Linked DNA regions of Mus musculus: region 2 is linked to region 1. The links are chromatin contacts, called in public promoter capture Hi-C maps. All regions are on one chromosome and are shown on one strand. Each heading gives the region's core, a stretch centred on a gene start, on an enhancer-like site or on the middle of the called end of the contact. The rest is flanking DNA. Distances are from core to core; before and after follow the strand shown. Region 1 holds the start of Coq8a (coenzyme Q8A). Region 2 holds the start of Lbr (lamin B receptor).

Region 1 (7,246 bases), core at 3,019-5,518:
TATCTACAGCGCCTTGCATATATTTATCTATTTAGTTCTCAACAACCTATTAGATATGGGTACTAGCGCTATACAGAAGGAAACGGGGGCATCCAAAGTTTCATTAGTTTAGGGTCACGCAGTAAGAGACAGAGTTGGGATTCTACCCCAGGCTATGTTGACTTTGTTGAACACCTTCAGTTTGCCACCAACTGTGCCAGCTGCCAGAGATCCAATGGTGAGCCAGAGAAAGTTTCTGCTCTCATGGAACTAACTTACATCCCAGATAACCAAATGATTACATCCAGTAGTAAGAAGCACCAGAGACAGAAAGAAAATAAGTTAGAGGAGTGTCGAGTCCCCCTCCCACACTGTACCCAAATAAGGGTCGGGCTGGGTTGTATTTCAGCATATTGTGACATATTGTGAGGGATCGGTAGAAGCCAAGGGCATTCTGGACAGGGAGAGCCCGTGCAGTCTCTGAGCTGGGACTGCTCTTCACACTTCTGAGCACTTTGAGGAGGCCTTTGGAGTAAAGTGAGAACAGGAGGGGTGGGGGGGGGTGGAGCAGCTGAAGATAAGAATATCCCCAGGGTATGGTCATACTGAGTCTTGTGGTCTGTGAGGTCTTGGGACTTTCCTCTGACGAGACAGGAAGTCAGCAGCAGGAAGAGAATTTACATGGTATGGTCTGCCTTTTTGCTTTAGAATAAAACAAAGGATCACTGTAGGTGGATGTGAATAGACAGAGGACCAGAGAGCTGCTTAATGATGCAGGTGCTAAATGATGCTGGCTTAGCTCAGGGCATCTGTGATGCTGAGGTAAGAACTGGTTGACTCAGCAGTCAGCTCGAAGACAGGCTGGGTTTGATGCGAGGTGGGGTGGAAGCAGGTGTCAAGGATGACAAGGTTTCGGGTCTCAGCAGTGGAAGATATGACTGGTTCTTAGAAGTGTTGAGTTGTTGGGGTCAGAGCCTGGGCTGGGCAACCTTAACAAGCTAGTCTTAGTCAACAGGCTAATTAAACATCTAGTGCAAAGCAGAAAAGATGTATTCAGTGTGGTCTCAAGGGTATGGTCCAGTCCCACCCCCAGTCAGTCTTCAGGTTCCTGACATGAGGTTTAGGTTTGAATAGAATGCCTAGCTGTGCAGAACTAAGCTCTCCTGTCAAGTGTGGTCCTGTTCTTCACTGTCTTAGTTCCAGCCTCTTCTGCATGGAACTAAGACAGTGGAACTGCACTGTCAGAACTGTGTGTCTTCCAGGAGACAAACTCTCCCTCTGGCTGGCAACAGGCTTCATCCTTTTCCCTCACCCAGCATAGACTCCTGGGGGAAATTTCAGCTTCTTGAGGTTTATCGTTTCAATAGTTTGACAGCCAAAGGGCAGGGGATGAGTGTCAAGGTGGATGATATTCAAGGGTTAAGCCAAAGAACTCTACTAAGGAGGTGGAAAATGGCGAAGGCATGGAATGTCTGTCCTCCACAGAGATAACAGAGAAGCTGGCGAAAACTGAATCTTTTCTTCTTCTTCTTCTTCTTCTTCTTCTTCTTCTTCTTCTTCTTCTTCTTCTTCTTCTTCTTCTTCTTCTTCTTCTTCTTCTTCTCCTCCTCCTCCTCCTCCTCCTCCTCCTCCTCCTCCTCCTCCTCCTCCTCTTCTTCTTCTCCTTCTTCTCCTTCTCCTCCTTCTCCTCCTTCTTCTTCTTCAAACTTTGGCAACTCACAGAATGTTTGTAGCAAACTAGAGTTTTCAGCTTGCTCTATTCTTAGCCCCTTACTCACACCAGCTGCATGGAGGTCTTGAAAACAACAACCTGCATCCCTGGGGCATCCAGGCTACCACCTCAGGGAGCAAAACGAAGCTGGGAATATGAAGCCTTCTCCTTACAAAACTGCCATCCTTTGACGACCTGGGGGTAAAAGGAGGGCCCCCTTAAAGAGTCCTCATTTTTACTTAAGCCTTAACCATCTTTAACTGTGTAGCTCAGCTGTCTTCCGTAGTTTGGGTAAACACAGACTAATCAAAATCTTGAAGTGACTGACATGTCCACATATGCTTGTGCTTGGGCCATGCTACGGTCAGGAAGAACTGGCGGAGGCCCTTAGCCTTCACCTCTGAGTGCCCCAGAGATTGTGCAAGCAGGAAGTTTAGGTTAAGGTAGAGTTGTCAACCTTTTGGCTGAGTGTTGAAGGCAGGCCCCAACAAGCAACCAGTGGTATGAGGCAGGTAACTTGCTGGTTCCAGGCATTTAGGAAAATCTGTGTCCATCCTCTTACCTGATCAGTAAGCCAAGTAGATGTGTTAATAGTCACACACATAATACACACACACACACACACACACACACACACACCCCACAGACTTCCCATATTAGTTTTGAAAAGTTACTAAACAACAATTATAAGGGCTCCTGGGGAGAATCTGATTTCCAAAGATGCCATGTTGTGTTAAGATAGCCAGATTTTAACAGCAGTACAAGACACACAGAGCTACAGTAATAAACACAGAGGAAATAAAAAAAGATCCTGGGCTAACTATCTAGGCAAAACCCTTAGATCATCTATTTCAAAAACATTCAAAGAACTGATCGGAAGCATGTCTAAAAAATAAACCAAGACAAAAGTAGGAGAATGATGTGCCCCAAAATAGAGACACAAGGAAACAATAAGAATAATAAGATGTGTTGGGGTTGAAACCCACGGTGAGTGAAGTGACTAGTTTACCTGTGGAGCCGAGCAGGCTGGGGAAAGACCACCCCTGGAAATAAGTCCATGGACATTATCCCAGCTTGGAAAAGAAGGAAAATGAATAGAGCGTCAACCCCAGGGACTAACACCAAGGATAGGAGTACAGACAGTGGGAGTCTTGGAGAAATAAGCCTGGGCAGAGAGACTCAAGAAATAATGGCAGAGCCCATCTCAGTTTTGATCAGACTAGCAATCTGCATGCTTAAAGCCTGTATTTTAAACAGAAAAGCCTTAGCTTTCTATAATGCAGCAAAATACTCAAGATAACCAACTTAGAAATAGGAAAGATTTATTTAGGCCTTGGTCCATTGGGCTGTGACTTTGGGGTCTCTCATGAAGCAGCAAGTCATGGTAGGATGGTGTAGTGGGCAGAGCTGCTCACCTCATGGTAGCTGTTGGCTTCTCATGGGAGCAGAGAAGGCTCCCAGGTCCTAATATTCCCTATAAAGTCACAACCTCAGTGATGTGACTTTCTTTCATCAGGCCATACTTCCTAAATGTTTGACAGCCTCCCTATGCCTACTTCCCTTTGGGACCAAAGTGGTCTTTGAGGAAAAAATATTCAAGATCCGAACTATCGAAGCCTTATTAGATTGATTTTGTGGAGAAGGATGGAAAAAGAAGTGGAGACAGTAAGCATAGAGAATACTTTCAGAGTTTTTGTTTTGTTTTGTTTGAAACATGGTCCAAATCATATCAATCTGTCGAAAAACGGAAAATAAACCATGGGAGAAGCGAGCGATTGTCTTAGGTTCGTTAGAGGGAAGCTGGCCTAGCATTGCTGGGCGAAAGGGCTGAGCTGGCACGGAAGCATCTTGGAAAGGCCCCAAGGCTAGGTATTTTCTCCCATTTGGTACAAAGGTGGCATGGACCTGTCGCAACCCTATCTTTTCTGGGTCAGCAGTCCCTTAGGGATGTTGTGGGTCAATGTTGTGTGTGTTGAGTGCACTCCTCAGGGCTGTTTTTCACCTTGGAAAAGGATTGTTTTTTTATTGGCGCTCATAATAAGCAAGCACAATTAGTCTAAATACAGAGCTGAAGGGTATAGAACTTTGGTGTCAGCGCCATAACACTTCCCTAGGCCAAGTGCTTTTGGAGGAACCCAGGCAGAAGCCTCATCACATGGCAAAAAACCAAACCAAACCAAACCAAACCAAAAAACCAACCCGGGCCTAGTCTAGGTCCTGGGGCGGGGGCCTGGGGGGTTCCTCTGTGGTCCCATCAAAACTTCTGAGGTCTTCCCGGCCCGACCCCTAGGAAGCTGAGCTAGCGTCGGTACCCAGGCGACCCTCACGTGGCTGCCAGGTGAACGCTTGTCAATCTTCAGAACGCAGGCGCAGAACAACTGCAGGCTTTTTTCCCTGCCCGGGAGAAAAGACAGCTAACAGGCAGATTAGGGACCGCGGCCTTCAAGGGCGGCCTCTCATTGGTTGCTTTTATTCCACCCTCAGTCCCTATTGGCTGTGAGCTGCGCACGCGGTAAGCACGCTCCCACTGCGTCCTGTGGCATCGGGGCAGCTAACAAACAGCGGCTCAGCCAATGGGAGGGCTCGGAGGCGGGGCAAGCGGAGCGCGGCGTGCGCACCCGGGCTAGAAGGTAAACAGAAGCGGAGAGTGTGCGGAGCGCTCGCAGCGGGGCGAGCGCGCGGAGGCGTTGCGTTGCGGACGGAGGAGCTACCTTCCTGCAGCCCGGTAAGGCTGTCGCCTGCCGGCCCGCTGCTAACCTCAGCACCCCGGGGTCCCTTCTTATACTTTCAAGTGACAGTGCGGCCTGCGTACGGTGCAGCCCTTTCCCGACCCGGGTCTGGCTCAGCGAGCAGAGGGTTGCTTGTGGCCTCTGCGTCGTCCACGCACGTGGCTGCCTTTCTCCCAATAATGTTCTGAACTCTCAGACCCTCGAACTGTGTGCTCTGGCTGCAGTTTGTGTCAGAACTACAACTTCTAAGCCCGAGCCAGCTGTTGGGTTTCACGGCTGGGGTGAAGTCTGGGAAGAAGTCCCTTCCTTGTTCCTTTTTCTTCGTTTCTTTTTGGTCCGTCCTCTTGTTTTTCCCAGACACTGATGGCCACACTACCAGTTTTGACAGCTCCTGCACTCTCTTGCACAGAAGCTGTCACATAACTCAACCAAGCCACCTTCAGAGTGTGAGGGGACAGAGGGAGAACGCTGTAGGGGCGGGTCTGGGTTCTGGGACCCTTCATTGGCTAGGCAGCCTGAAGGGGCAGAGGCTGTGTGCAGACATCCAATCTGGGTTGGGCTTGCAGCACTGTAGAAAATTGATTTAGGCTCACTTGGACTTGGTGTCTGTGGAACGGGACTCTGGAGCTGGGGTGTGTCAGGCCAACCTTCTTGCCGGAGGATTTGGACTAGTGATCATGACAGACATCCAGTTGTGCTGTGGCTGGCGGCCATGCTGGCAGGGAGGTTGTTGGGAAACATTTGGAGTGAGGAAGGCACTTCTGAGAAGAGGCTAGAGGGGTTTGTTGGCTTACAAGAGCAGTGTCTGTACGACTCCGAGGGTAGCTTTGGATGCTATATTTAGCCTTGTGAATAATGAAGACAGCTGAATTGTGACCACTTGTGGACCAGGTGACACAAAGCAAAAGCGAGGCAGGCAATCTGTGCATTCTCTGAGCTAATGAACCACCTGAGACAGAACTTCCCAACTCCAGACTATTAACATGTTGGACCTAATCTTGTTTACTGTGCCTGCTTATCTTATGCAGGGTGTGTAGCTGAATCCCTGGCTTGTACTACTAGACAAATAGTGACACCCCCACGGCCACCCAATCCCACCAATTGTGACAACTGAAAATGTCCCCTGACATTGCAAAATACCCCCAAGAGCAAATTTGGTTGAGAACTATGCAGGCAGGACTCTAGACAGGGTCACCCCATGCTGCCAGGACCTCTGTGCAACTTGCCCACAAGTAGTTGGGAAGTTTAAGACAGTGTTACAGTCACTGCTGTAAACAAATGGTGGAAGGCATTCGGTGGGGGCTTTAAAGGTGAAACCCTGAGTGCACTGGGTGGTAGGGGTGAAACATTCTGAGGGAGACTTGGCGGCTGAAACCCTGGGCCTTTGTGCCTGATGAATGTGACTAAGTAGGCACAAATTATGAAGATGTGGAAAACTGGTAGTTTCTGCCCCTAGGAACATTGGGAGCCTTGGCGGGTTAGCACAGGGAACCACCATAGGATGGTTCTTCAACGGTGAGCAAACAAGTGGGCGCTAAATGCTGGCTAAGAGACTTTCTGAGGGCGCACTGTTCTTATCCACGCAGTTTGCTTAGCCATGTGCGTGTGTTGTAATGTGGAAGGAGAGCATGCCTGTGTCTGCAGGGAGTGTCTGGCTGCACACCACACGTATACATGCACACACATGCAGGTGTTTCCGTGCAGTGTCTGCACACACGCAGTTTGCAGAATGCATTTGTTGTTGATTAGCACCAGAAACCATGGTCCAGTTCTTCTTTTGTGTAGAGTGAGAGGCTTTGCTTTTGGGTCTACATTTTGCTTTCTGTGGAACCTAGAATTTAGTATTAAGTCCTAAAATGATGGCTGTTCGGAGAAGATGAAAGATGATGCACTGGAAAAGAAAAATATCCGAAGCCTTTGCAGTGAATTTGTATTTTTGTGGGAATGTGCCAGGATTCTGCAGCTGGGGAAGGAGGAGCATTCCAAGTAGGGGTTTTGGGGTGCCCTTTGTTACCCACAGAAAAAGACCTGGAAGGGAAGTCACTTCCTTCTTAAGAGAGGTTTATTATTGGGAGGCTCACAGCTTGGCAGGATAATTTTCCGTTAAGAGCCACGGACCCTGAGTCATTCTCTTTGCCAGTCGAAACCAGAGCCGTGTGCAAAATTAGACAGGAATATTATAAGTGTTGTTTTGGCTTGGCAACTGGGAATAGTTCTAACATTCCTGTTAACAGTCAAGAACTGGGGAGAGCCAGTGAGAAAGGAGGTAGTGGCGGGGGCGCTCAAAGATCCTGCTTCTTCTCTAGTTGGTTGTATGATGGGAATGGGCGTGAAGGGGTGGGAGGGGCAGCCTTTAAGGACAGGGTGACCTGAGTCACAGGTAGTAGAATCAGAGGGACCATAGAACTCAGCGTGTGGACTGAATATATACAGGTAGGATATGTGGGTCAGAGTTCTAGATGGTGAAGAAGTTGTGTAATGGTGTCAGTACTGGAAATAGAGGTCATAAGAGAAGGAACTAACTTGGGGGAAGGTGACGATGTTAGTATCAGACATAATGGGGCTGAGTGGCTTTGGAACTATTTTATTCTATCCTTTTTTATTAAGATAAAATTTGCATGCACTAAGTACACCCATATTCCACACAATTGAAAAAAAATCATTAACCACAAGCACAGTCAAAGTTAGAGTAGTTTCATCAGCCTTCAGAGTTCCCGTGTGTGCCTTGGGGCTGCCTGTAGGCCTGGGATGGGTGTGCAGTGCAGATGTGGGCCACTCGGATCAGAGAGTCTACCTGCCTTGAGCATGGGGAAGCCTTGAATAGCTC
Region 2 (6,980 bases), core at 2,490-4,989, 1.6 Mb before region 1:
GTATTAAAAATAGTAGGAAGATTACAGTGATCTTGTGCATAAGGTAGGTATTCTGTGACAGTGCCTGGAAGGGAAGGCACATGTGTGGTTCTCCAGGATCCACAATGGGGAACTGAAAGGAACTGTGGTCAGAGTCGGGGAGGAAGGGACCCAAGGGTGAGAGGCCGGGTGAAGTCAATGCAGTTTCCCTGAGGAGAGCAGCGATGAGTCTGCTGCTCCCAAATGTGGATAGGTGTTCACAGCTATTTTCTCATGACCTGGGATCACCCACCCAGCACAACAGAGGCACCTTGTACTAGATGTGATGCTTGGCAATGGTTAGGAGGCAGCTGAGCCCAGGTTGGATAAAGGGGAAGTTTTGGGTCCTTGGCTTTCTCGGATCCCGGGTCAGTTTCTATCCCAGTATTTATGTGCTCAATGTGATCCTGGGTCAGTTTTATTATTGTCCCTGAGTCTCACTTTCTCTACACTAGGAAAGGAGATGGTATCTACTCACTGTGATAAAAAAATGCAAATGACACCCAGAAGGGCTTCACCAGACACCAGCCCCACCCCGACTCCTGCTGCGATGCTCTCAGCGGCTCCCAGTGGGTGTAGTTTAGTGGTGGGGTTTGTAAAAATCTTGGGAGCTAGATAGATCTCAATGGTCTTCATTCTAAGTGAAGGCATAACCCCGTAGCCATTGGTTGAACTATTCAGTCACGCTGTGGGTGGAGCCAGAGCTTCACTAATGGCGGCCCTGTGTGGATGTGCTTGACCCTCCCACCCACACCTTAGCTCTTCTCCCTCCACACATGGTGGATGGGTGGGTGGAGACTGTCTTTGGGAGGAGGAGCAGGGTCATACACTGCTGACACAGTATTCCGAATCAGGACCTGACCGCCTCTTGAGATATACAGTAGGTTTATTTTTCTCACTTTTTTATTTTTGGTTTTTCGAGACAGGGTTTCTCTGTATAGCCCTGGCTGTCCTGGAACTCACTTTGTAGACCAGGCTGGCCTCGAACTAAAAAATCCCTCTGCCTCTGCCTCCGGAGTGCTGGGATTAAAGGCGTGCGCCACCACGCCCGACTGGTGCATGGTTTTAATGCCAGCAGGCAAGCAGATCATTGTGAATTCAAGGCCTACTGAGAGGCTCTACATAAAGAGGGTACAAAACAAAAAAAGCAAAGGCCATTTAGCACAGTTGAAGAAAACGCCAGCAGGACCAGCGGCAGCAGCAAGAGACACCCGAGGTATAGGTTTTACACATCCACTAGGCTGGGGGAGAATTTCCCTGAAGGAGAGCTCCGATGCTTTTTGTCTTTTGTCTTCTTTCCCTTCAGACAGGATTTCTCTGTGTAGGTTTTATCCACACTGGAGGAAGCTCAAGGAGATAGAACCCGGCTTTCTGGAGGACACCCAGGACAGTTGGAGGACACCCAGAACACAGTTTCACAGTCAGCAAGCTCACTGGTGAACTTAATGGGCACAGATACAAAGTGTATAAAACGTATTTCCTATGCTCTATGAGTATGGATGCCTGTGGCACAGAGCCCTGTGTGTGGCAAGTACTTTGTGAAGTTTTCCTGGGATGCTGCACTCTGGAAAAGAGAGGAACATTCTAGAGTGTCAAAGGAAGGGCCGGCCAGTCTGTGGAGACTTCTGGAGAGCTGGTGAGGTGGGGTAGATAAAGAGCAAGCCTGGGGAGGTCCAGAGACCACCACATCTGTTCAGATTCCAGCAGGCCAGGGTTTCTGCATGGCTGTCCCGTGTCCTGCTGAAGTTGGGATATTTTTCTGCAGAGAAGTATTTCTGGACTCTGAGAGCATCCAAACATATTTTTAGGCTTACTTCTTAGCTAACAGTCAGAGAAAGGGATCTTTAGGATTGATTTACCAGGGGCTGGGGTGTGGCTGGCCAAGGGTAAAGGGTTTATGCTCCACCTCTAGCTTTTAAAGAAAAAGATGAACTTGGTAGTTTAAACAGGCTGCAGTGAGGCTACAACTCACATCTAATTGCAAATTATGCAACCATGAGATTTAGATAGAGAAAGACCCAAAATCCATTAAGAACTTACTGATATACATGTGGTTAAAAAAACAAACAAACATTTCATCTACCTGAATGTACTGATTACAAATGGCAATTTCGTGAATCTGAAATAAGAGAATGTTATAAGGAATTATTGCCAGCTGCGTTTCCCAATGAACAGCTGCATCTAATTTTCACAATTAATTAGTAGGTCCGGATCCATGTCCTTACCTCTTCTAACTTATTAATAAAATTAAAAAATTTAAAGTTAAATGTTAAGGAAAAGCAGGAATGAGTTCTGTATGTACCCATGCCTTGCACACACAAACATCTTTAGTGAATATAAGGTATGATGTTGAATTCGTATACAGGCTTATTTGTGTGTGTGTGTGTGTGTGCAAGTGTATACATGAAGGCCAAAGGTTAGTGTAAGTTGTCTTTCTCCAACTGCGCAACATCTTGCTCTTTGAGACAGGGTGTCTCACAAAATCCTAGCTGTTACCAACTGAGTCCAGGGAGATCTGTTTGTCCCCAGCTACCTCTGTCCCCTTCATTATAGTTACAGCCTTTTGAGAGCACCTTCCTCTTGTTTTAATTTTAGTGCTGAGGGTCTCAAGTGCTCACAAAGTTCTTATTCTTTCAAGGCAGGGTTCTTTATCATCTGAGCTGGCTCTCCAGCCTCACTGGCCTGGTCCTTTTGAAGAAACTATAAACCAAAGTTTACAAGGTTTCCCCGCCTCTGGTCTTTTATTTTGTAAGTGAAAATGCTTATATGTCCTGTGGAGGGAACCCAACGGAACCTTGGCTCTGGGTTTGAGGAGTGAAGGATGTCTTTGGTATTAGTAGAATTTATCTCAAACGACATCCTTCCCATGGTGTTTTCCTGTGTTATTTGCCGCAGGACTCGGAGTAGGATTCGTCTTTAAGAGCTGAAGCTTAAGGGATTTGCCAAACTTTACGTTTAGAGGTTTCTTGATGCACACATCTGTGGTTTAGATTTCCACCCAGGGCAACCCCAACGGCAATGACAAATCAAATCGTGGTGAGCACTCTTTCTTAGGAAGGGCTCCGAGGCACGCACTTACTCACTCGTTTGTAGCTGAGAAGGTGACAGCGCTGTGCACCTGAAGCCACGCTGCGGATGAAAAGACTTATTTCAGCCTTGCATCTGAACCCACAGTGCTTCCGAGGCAGGAAGACACTCAGATGTATTTAATAAGGGATGTTGGAAATACCTTTAAAAACAGCACGGCGAAGTAGGGAGCTTTAACGAACTGCTTTGAACTCTCAACCCGAGAGGAAGGAAACAACCAGTGGTGGCAAGTGTAAGGGGGGGGGGGAGTTTGGGGGCTCCGGCCTGGGCCTGCTGGGGTCGGGTCCAGGCGGGACGCGAAGCCCGCGGGCTTCGGCCGTGGCCGGACTAAGCGCGCGGCCCGCTGGCTCCCGAGGTTACACACGGACCGAGAGCCGGGTGACAGCAGCGGACGCTTTTGCCTGGCGTCGCGCGAGCTTCACCCTCCTCCCAGACCGCCGGCCTAGATCGCTCCGCAGGAGGGCGCGAGCCAAAGCGCGGCTTGGTGCCTGGGCTGCGGAGATAAACCGGGTGGGGACGCCGGACGCTCACGAGCGGGCGGGCTGGACGCGCCACTGGCCCTCGACCAATCGCCAGCGCCGGCGATGATTCAAAAGGTCGAGGGACCAATGGGGAGCTCAGGGCAGCCTCGCTAGGGGCGGGACCTCGGGGGCGCGAGAGCGCGGCCGGCTGTGTCGCGCGCGGAGTCGCCGCTGGCTGCTGGTGACTGTCCTGGAGTGGCTGGAGTTCCCGCCGGAGCGCGGCCAGGTGAGCGTCGGCGCGGGACTCCGCCGCGTGTGGAGAGCGGGTTCCCCGGGGCGGCCGGCGAGGCTGGGGCCGCGCGGGCCGGAAGTCGAGCGCGGGTTTCGGATGGCGGACAACCCCCGATCCCCGTCTCGGACGCGCGCGTTGGGTGCCCCGGCCGGGCCGGGCTGGGCTGTGCTCGCCGCGGCTTCCCGGCCCTCGGAAAGCGGGCGGCCTTCGGAGGAGGGGTTAACCGCCTCTGGCTCCTGCCAGGGCGCCGTCCCGCCTATCCGGGCCTCCTGAGTGCTTCTGCGCGGTGACAGCGGACCTCGCGCCTCCAGCAGCTTCGAGGGCCACTCAGTGCGCGCTGGGGTGCGGAGGGCCTGCTCCGGGGCACTTCGGCGATGGCGGGCTGGCCTGGCGTTGCGCCCGCCCGCCCTGTGTAGCGCACTTGGTGTGCTAGGGCCGTGGCTCAGGTGCAGGAGCAGGACTAGATCTGGGGCTACAAAGTAGCAGCTGCTCTGAGGGTTAGAAGATGGGGCTACAGAGAAGCGCGGGATGGAGGACCTAATACGGACAGAGAGGGTGATGATGAGCGTTGACTGGGGAGTTGGGGCGGGAGTGAGTAAGGACTGTTAAGATTAGCGTGCTTTTGGGTATTAAGGGAAAAGGCCACTCTGCCAGGACAGCCAGCTTTCTCCTGCACGGCTCTGAAGGGGCACAGACCCTGCGAACGCCTTCCTGTTTGCGTTTTGCCTAGCAGGCCTGTGCCGGCTCAGGTGTTAAAGGGTAGCTGTGAGCCACCATTTGAGCTTTTTCTTTCTGCCACATTAAGTGAATTTGGGAGAGGGGGGGAAACGATTAAAGATCTTAGTAACGCACCGGAGCATCGTAGAAAGAAATCGGCCACACTGATACATAGTGTTATATTGTACCATAATATGTGAGGCGTTCAGTGCCAAATGACCCTCGGGTTAGCAAGAATCTGGGTTGACAGGAAAAAAGCCTGAGGATTCTTGAATTTCTGCGGTATGTGGTTGAGGGTACAGTTTAGCGAGTGACTTTTCTTTGCAAACAACCTGTTTGTTTAGGGAAGCCTGTGTGCGTCTCTTATGCGTTACTTGGGTGCATAAGAATACACGGGAGTCTGGAGCCTCCTTGTCCTATCCAGTATAATTATCTCCTGTTGGGCAATATTTTGGGATGTGTTATGTAGTTTCCACTGACTGTGTGGATCTTGTGCAAAGTGGCATTCATATCTTGTTGGCAGCCCATTTTTTTTTTTTTTTTTTTGTCTCCTAAGACAAGGTCGTTCTCCACATGCTATATAAAATATCACCATCAGTGTCAGTTCATGGTTTGTGTTGTTGTTGTTGTTTGTTTTTTTGAGACAAGATCTCTGCACAGCCTTTATTGTCCTGGAACACAGTGCAGGCTAGGCAGACCTTCAACATACAGAGGTCTGTTTTCCTCTGCCTCCCAAAGAATGGGATTAAAGCCACCATGCCCTGCTAGTCTCAGTTCTTTTCCTCCCTTTTTTTCTGGGGATCAAATTTTATATTACACATTATAGGCATATTTTTGAAAAATTGAGGCTCAAATATCTACTGGGTGCCTTGATTATGTATTACCTACTATTTAATAAGTAATAGAATTTTTTTTTTTTTAAACTTTGACTTGTGTTCTTTGTTGGACTCATAGTTAATGTGGTGTCTTCAAGATGCAGTAGAGAAACAGCAGTGAGTCTAGGGCCATACCATTCTAATCCTCTGGATTTCATCAGATCTCTGAAGCCAAACAGGATCAGACGTGGTTAGTACCTGGATGGGATGAATGGCAAGGATTGGATGCTTCTGATAGTTCAGAATAAATCTGTTCCAGGGCCTTTTAAAGATGCAGGCGGTCCCCAAGCCACAAAGTGCTCCTATTGCAAGTTTTTGAAGTGTTGTTTGAGATCCTACTGGCACCTTCATATAGAAAGACATTGTGGGCTTTCTCAAACTTTGGAAAGAGTAGGAGAACCTAATTGATCTGGGGAGGAAGAGAGGTGGGGATTCAGAGAAGGAAGCCCAGCACATTTCCTTCCTCTTTGTCCCGGGCAACTTGGAACTGAGTGTTGAAATGGACAGAGTTTTCTGTTGTCACCTTCCTTTTTTGTGCCCCTCCTCCTTGTGCAGATGTGAGCCAGTGCTCTCCTGCTTCCCGAGGGCCCTCATGGTCGCTTCTGCCAGTCTGACTTCATTCCTACAGCTCCCAAGCATACTCCTTATCCCAGAGATGCTATCTCACAAGTTAGGGGGACTGAGGCAGGCTCAGTAATGAACCTCTTATCACCAGATAAGCACTTTCGTTTTCTTTCATCTGTTGTCTGTCTAAACAGATGGAGCTTGGGAAGTCTTTTTTTGTTTTTTGTTTTTTTTTCCTTCAGGGGATTAACAGTGAAGAAATGTTATTTAGAAAGACTTTCTTGGGAGGGGTAGGTAATGCAACTTTCTCCTTAATTCCACAGTCTGCAAGAGTCTTTAGCGTTCCTGTAGAGTTGCATAACCAGCTCTTGGCCTCCGGAGTGTGTCTTTGTGTGCTTGGGTGATGTATGGAGACTTGCTCAGCAGGTGAAGGAGTCTTTCTGTCTGCTGCTTGCTTATCTTATCATTGGTATCAGAGCACTGGCTTTTATCCTGTGGATCTGTTGGTCACCGGAGTGAGAAATAACACCTCAGAGAGCTCCTAGCACAGCCATCATTTGATATTACCTCATGTAAATGATAATTCTTGAAAGTTGTGGTTTCTTGAAGTATTGAAGGTTTCATGGGCCATGTTTTGAAACAGCGGTAAAAGATGTTACAGTTGGAGTAGGTGTCAGCTGTGGGCTGGAGAGGTGCACACGTTAGCTTAGGTGGGCGGCTGGCAGAGTTAATTGATGTGCATTTGGGATTTGACTCAGAGAATGCAAACCTTATGAAGTAAACCTCAAATATGTTATTCATTATAGATTTGAAGTCCTTCTTGTTGGTAGGTTAGAGTAATGCTAATGTACATTTTTTAAAAAGATTTATTTATTCTATGTAAGTTCACCGTAGCTGTCTTCAGACACACCAGAAGAGGGCATCAGATATCATTATGAGTAGTTGTGAAGCCACCATGTGGTTGCT

Evidence for each region. Promoter capture Hi-C pulls out the DNA fragments that hold promoters and counts their contacts.
Region 2: a promoter capture Hi-C map of pre-B cells shows a contact between it and region 1, with 4 times the contacts expected there. The contact joins the promoter of Lbr here to the promoter of Coq8a in region 1. A contact is called at or near these places in 2 of 39 promoter capture datasets (erythroid cells and pre-B cells) and 1 of 484 Hi-C or Micro-C datasets (B cells).

What each region holds. Positions count from the first base shown.
Region 1 is chr1:180,193,042-180,200,287 of GRCm38.p6, reverse strand. It overlaps Coq8a (coenzyme Q8A), which reads left to right and starts at 4,268. Exons shown (of 15, transcript NM_023341.3): 1 at 4,268-4,415.
Region 2 is chr1:181,839,160-181,846,139 of GRCm38.p6, reverse strand. It overlaps Lbr (lamin B receptor), which reads left to right and starts at 3,739. Exons shown (of 14, transcript NM_133815.2): 1 at 3,739-3,852.